Regions from separate parts of the Danio rerio genome. Here region 1 is linked to region 2. A link is a contact called in public Micro-C data. All regions are on one chromosome and are shown on one strand. The core of a region is the stretch at or near the end of the contact, and the rest is flanking DNA. Distances in the headings are between cores, read along the strand shown. Region 1 holds the start of ptpn23b (protein tyrosine phosphatase, non-receptor type 23, b). Region 2 holds the start of cpne4b (copine IVb).

The links. A called contact is a pair of places that touch in the nucleus more often than the background predicts.
Region 1: a contact with region 2 is called in a Micro-C map of caudal fin, with 15 times the contacts expected there. The contact joins the promoter of ptpn23b here to the promoter of cpne4b in region 2. A contact is called at or near these places in 5 of 18 Hi-C or Micro-C datasets (caudal fin, embryo, hematopoietic stem cells and 1 more) and 3 of 4 datasets of contacts at active chromatin or transcription factors (caudal fin, embryo and gastrula embryo).

Annotation. Positions count from the first base shown.
Region 1 is chr19:21,498,063-21,501,309 of GRCz12tu, forward strand. ptpn23b (protein tyrosine phosphatase, non-receptor type 23, b) reads left to right here and starts at 1,538. Exons shown (of 20, transcript NM_001044928.1): 1 at 1,538-1,797. The coding sequence starts at 1,714.
Region 2 is chr19:21,285,129-21,288,334 of GRCz12tu, forward strand. cpne4b (copine IVb) reads left to right here and starts at 1,623. Exons shown (of 16, transcript XM_003200571.7): 1 at 1,623-1,830.

The DNA of each region.
Region 1 (3,247 bases), core at 288-2,787, 210 kb after region 2:
GTATATTTCATCACCATGAGTAGGCTATCTGCTTTCTGACTGTTTAAAACGCCAATTAATTAATCTTCTACCGTCTTCATATCTTACTGTACTCTTTCTAAAGAATAAGGTATTGTTTCTGGGCTAAGTTTATTTTTTTCAGCCTCCAACCTAAATGTCACACAAATATTAAAAATATTTTAATCGCGAGATTGTTACCAACTTCATAAATCGCTGTTATGACTTTTTAATTCGTCATAATCGAAACCCTGACAAAAACTAATACACTGCTGCCACCTAGAGCACATTATCATAGTGCATGTGTGTTTGAACATGAGAAAAGCGGGAAAAAAAAACATTAAGGAAGAGCAACATTTCTGCCAAATTAAGCATTTAACAGCGTTCATTTGGTGTTCAATAACTATAAATCAACATTAATGAAAATAAATATAACATTTGCTTTAATATATTTGTTTCCTTAAAATGGTGCATGCTGAAAATGTGACATTTAAAACTGCATTTAAAAGGCAAAATTTTATAAGTTATTTGTAACTTAAATTTACTTAATGAGTGAAAAAGTATCATGTTGTTATAGCATATATTATAGTATAGTATATATAGTATATATCACATAGTATATATAGTATCATAAATATTAAATAAATAATTATTATTATAATTTGTTTATTTTTAAATTAAGTAAAACAAGATTTAGGTTTCAGCTTCACTTGTACAAAAAAAGTTTTATGACATATATTCGAAGGCAGAATAATAACGTAAATAGATTTTTTCTTTCTTTTCTTTTTTCTTTTAAGAATTGCATTGGGTTTTAACAATACAATCATAATAACCATAACAATAGATGGCATCAAGTAAAATCATGAACAAGTAAAATGAATAATAATAATAATAATAATAACAAATAATAACATAAGATGATAAAAAACTATCAGGTAAACTATCAAATTAAATAATATTTACAAAATCCTTATAAATTTTCACAGTTTTAACACTTTTTTTGCTGTAAACATTTTAGACAATTAAAGTCAAATACAATTCTGCAACTTAGGTAATGATGAAGAAAACCTAAATTTATGAATAGAATTTTTACCCAATAAAATAAATAAATTGCCTCTAAATTCTGTTATTTTTGTCATAAGAAAAGTAGCAAATTAATTACGCATGGAAAAATCATTGTTAAACTCACATTTTGACGTAAAAAAGACGGATAAATCAGACCAAAATACCATAATATGTGGGCATTTAACATAAAAAGATCAATCGATTCGATACTTGAGTGACAGAAGACACAATTTGAATTAGGATTACCAAATTTAGAAACAATCTCGTTAGTGGGGTAGATATTGCGTAACACTACCTTTGTTTGGAATTTGTAAGGGAAGAGCTAGCTTTTTTCCAATTAATTTTATCTATTAGAGAATTCCAAAGAAATGCTTCCCTCTGAGTAATTATTTTCTTTGACAGAAACACATTTCTAATATTTTTATAATAACGTAAATAGCTCATTTAAGTTGTAAACGTTTGTTGACGTACTTCCGGTGACGTATTTGTTTTGAAGAAGAGTCAAAGGTGGGAGCGTCAGGCGGATCCGGGCGACAAGTTTTTTGATCAGATCGAAGCATAATTAGCTTCGTCTTTTGAGATTAAAAAAGTAGTTATACGAAACAGCTGAAAAGCGCTCTCTAGTTGGAAGAGTACTTTCGCAGAGGTATAATGGAGGCCGTTCCCAGGATGCCAATGATATGGCTGGAGCTTAAGGAAGCGGGGGACTTTGAGTTTAGTCCCACTGTCAGACAGGTGAGCCCATTTTTCAGGCTGTCGTACAACAGTGATCAGCTTTTTATGATTGTTACTGTTTCTGACTGACAGAAGTATGTCTAAAAGTGTTTTTGCGAAAGATTAATATGATGTAAGGTGACACTTTTAATTGATCACCAGTTAGAACTTTATTATGAAAGATTGTTGTCGCTTTTTATTCCATTTTCTTCATGTATGCCAAGCTTCCTTAGCACAATTTACATTTTAAAAAGCACTAAGTAATTAAAGATAACCTGGCTTTTTGAAACATATAGGAGTCTTTTTCAGTGCAAGTATTGCAAAACAGTTATTGCGCAGTTCTTTATACCGTTTTTTCTTTTTGGCAAGGAGCTGTATTTTTCTTTCAAGTGCAGAATTACTTTTAAATCTATTTAGCAGCAGTCATAAAGTGTAAATGGACATTGTCGTCATTAAACCAGCAAGCATATAGCATGTAACATGGCCATTTGAAAACCAAATGATCTTCTTCACATTTGCATTGACACCACACTACAAACTTTTAAAGACGTGTTCATGGACCCACGCATTTAACATATATTAAAATCAACATTTAACCATTTGATTGTTGTTAAAGTTTAGATTGTTATAAAATGTTTGTTTTCAGTGCATTGTTTCAAAATGTTATTATGTACAGAAGGTCAAATAATGAAAAATTAAACACGTCACCATTTTTCTCAGAAAATATAAAGCTGCTGTTGACTTGCAGTTTTCACCAGATGTCATTAACAAGTAAAATAATTGATACATACAAGAAAATAAACTAATAATTAGTATAGAAAATTAAGTTATTTCTAAACAAGTGCAGTGACACCAGAAAAAAGCAGTGAAACACATGAAGAAAGGGAGGTGTAAAAAGACATAGAAAGCGCAGACAGCAGCTGCAATTTCTCAGTAGCTAAAAAAGCAACCCTGCCTCTCGTCAGTGAAAATTAATTAATTAATTAGTTGCTTCAGTCCCAATACTAGGCATGTCATGATAAATGGTTTCAAGGTTTATTGTGCTTTAGAAACGTCAAGATTTAAAACCTCAAAATCTTTCTGTTATACTGTTCCTTGGATATATGTAATTTCATATATATATATATATATATATATATATATATATATATATATATATATATATATATATATATATATATATATACATAGATTTATTTATTTATTGTTTTTTTTTATTTTTACATGTTTTTACTAATATTTTAATTAGTTTTTTTTTTTTTTTTTTTTAAGAAAAGACCTTAAAGGACTATCCACATCATAAGCTACTGGTTAACCCATGATTCTGAAAAAGTCAGAACATCGTATAGGCCAACTATATATCTGAACAGTGCAGTGGCTTACTTTATATCCAAAGACAAGAAAGAAATTCAAATATGTCTTTTTTTAAAGTTGTAAAGAAATCTGTCTGTTTCAAACTAATGAATATAGC
Region 2 (3,206 bases), core at 373-2,872:
TGATAAAACAAAACTAAACATTTATGACATTTTAATAAACATATGGTAAACATTTTCTGAAAAATACATTTTCATTATTGATATCCACACCTTTTGTTTTTCCCCCTATGCACATGAGCTAGCAAAAGTACTGCATATGCAAAGTGTTCATGCAAACATTTTATTATTGTAAAACTAATCAACATTGTGCATTTCTCGTTACAATACTTTTGCATAATTCTATTTCCATTTTATAATAAAGTTAATTAAAATACTTTTAAGTGATTAGAAAAGGTATTGTGTGAAAACTGGCAAACAAATTGTTATATTGTACATGAGAGAATGTATTTCTGTAACATTTTTGTTAACAGTGTTGTGAAAAATGTTAAGCAAAAACATAAATCTTTAATTTCTGTGTGAAGTATGTTTTATTCTTTATTGTAAATTGAAAATGTGTATTTACACAAAAAACTTTTATTATGAACTGAAACCTTGTTTAAAAATGTATTTGATGTTTTATATTTACTGATAATAAATTACAAATTTTGGATATGACAAATTTGTTTCTTTGTCTTAAGGCACAATTCTGTTGCAAGGTAGAAAAAAATTACTAATGTTTTGCTTCTTACACTTTACATACCTGAAACTTGCCTACAGCACTTATTCATTGTTGCTCTTATAGTTGTGTAAATTGCTTCCTTGTCCTCATTTGTAAGTCGCTTTGGATAAAAACGTCTGCTAAATGACTAAATGTAAATGTAAGGTACTGCCCCAGTGACAAGGGTTTTCACCGTTTTTTTACAACATTGTAACATTTTTTTCTGAGAGTGTAATAAATGATAATAGGCTACACTTTTTTGTTTAAAAACAAATTTCTATTTTCTCCTAATGATATAAAATGTAATAAATTAGTATTTTTAAAACAAGTGTTGTATATTTTTTGTATATATTATTGTATTATTTCTTAATTCTAAATCTTCAGGAAATGCTTTTGGTACATCAAAAAGTGTGACCATGTGACAAGCTAATCCAGTAAAAAAGTGCTTAAAATGCAGTATTTACACCTCATAATTAAATAGAAAATGAGGCGAATAACTGCAAAAAGGTCCATTTTTTGAGTAAAAAGAACCACCTCTTTCGTCAGGCTGCCTACGGACCTATACCACAAATAGTAATTCTATTCTATTCTATTCTATTCTATTCTATTCTATTCTATTCTATTCTATTCTATTCTATTCTATTCTATTCTTGTCAAGTCTCCATGAACACATATCTTTTTGTGCCCGAAGGAGCATATTATATCGCTCAATAAATTTTTTTCTACAGCGCATCTGTACCAAAAACATATACCTATTTTGCGACATGTTGTACCAAACTAAAAAAATATTCACCAGACAACCACACACTCAACAATTCACAATCAGTTTACTCGTCCTACTGGATTTGTTTAAGGCCAGACCCCCAAAAATCAAATACAACCATTTACTCTCACTATATGCCTGTATGGGGATTAAATGTAATTTGCAGAACTAACCGCCAGAGTGCAGGGTTACACTGTATTTGCGCCATGTACTTCCTCTCCAGCGTTGACAGTAGGACTAAACAGTGAAGTTAAGTGGAGTGCGCGCGCGTGCCCTGCTCTTATGTGGAGAGAGGATCCTGCAGGTCGGACTATCCATCACCTTTAACGCTCAACCCGATGGAGCTGCATTTTTTTATGACGGCTGAAAATCTAAACATGGAATCAGATGGAAAATGAGTCCAGTGCGTAAACTGCACTCAACACAATCTTAAAACTGAGGAACTTTTTCTCGCATACCTTGGGATTTGTTCTTATACTTAAAACAGTGGGTAAGTTTTGTGCCTTTATAAACAATGTACCTCATAGTTTTGCATACACCCCAAAATATCTAAGTTTTAAGCATACATTTTATGTGAACATGCATAAATACTATCAGTGTTTTAAAGAGGGCGGTTGATTCTGTTTGAATCGAATTGTGTTTGTAGTAATTGTTCATCTATTGTAAGACCTTAGCTGTCAGTCAATTTTTCAACATGTCATTTGGTGTTTGTGGGTCATTAAAAGACAAATTGAGAAAGACTGTAAGACTAACAAATATGATTCGTACTAACATTATTGGAATTTACTTCGTTATATGATTGACATGTTTTTAAAATAAAAGTAATTCTGATTCATTTGTTAAGGTAAAAGCCAAATAGACTGATGTATGCCAAGAAAATAAACAGTAAATGGGCACTGAAAAGCTGAACATTTTGAAAATTGTAGTGCAAGTAGTTTTATTTTTTAGTATTATTATTTTTTCTTTTATTTATTTTGTTAGATGTCATGTTAGCTATATTTATGCCCTGAGAAACTTTTGCATGCAAGACAAAACTGAGGCAGTGCAGTGTGGTGTAGCCTAGGAGTCATGTGACGTGCATAAATGTGTAAATTGATTTAGTAAAATTGAGTAAAATGATGCTCTATCAAACATAAAAACTGTACGAATATTAATTTCTCAAAAATTAACCCAGTTTAACATTATCTCAATTTACAGTTTGAAACTAAATTTGAACACTGTATTATTTTCATTCAAGGAGGCATCTCTTCATTCTTTCTTCCACCATAGAACAGAACACTTTTGTCTATTTGACATGTACATGCATTGCATCAGCTGTATAGTATTTTTCAAAAAACTTACAGCAGAGTGGTACAAGCTTGTGGAGTGTTTGATTTAATGTATATTCACATAATATAAAGAGAATATCTGCATCTGTTGTCCAAACACTTTTATAGCTAGCACAAATTAACAGCATGAAAACTAGGCCAGCAGTCCACATGAGCCTATCCACTGTACTCCTGTGTGAGTGCTTGATTATTCATCATATTGCAGGAAACACCATGCTTTCCAGGATTATTTCAGTACATGCAATGCAAATACACATAGAAGTATAACTATGCGCACACAAACGTGAACACCTGCATAGTCATTTCACCTAATCTGTCCAGGTGCATTAAAGCACTGCATCAAAGTGGGACATGATTGCTTACAGTAAAATCTGCTGGGGGTTGCTCGCGATAGTTTTGTCCATCTTGCACTCCATGTGAGGCTCTGAAGGGTTGCAGCAGCCCATAAAGGTGCGCCAGCCTCTTTTATCTAAAAATAACAATAATGATAACAAAAATGTGGCGCTTAAAAGGAAGCAGAGGGCATGAATAATTGAGT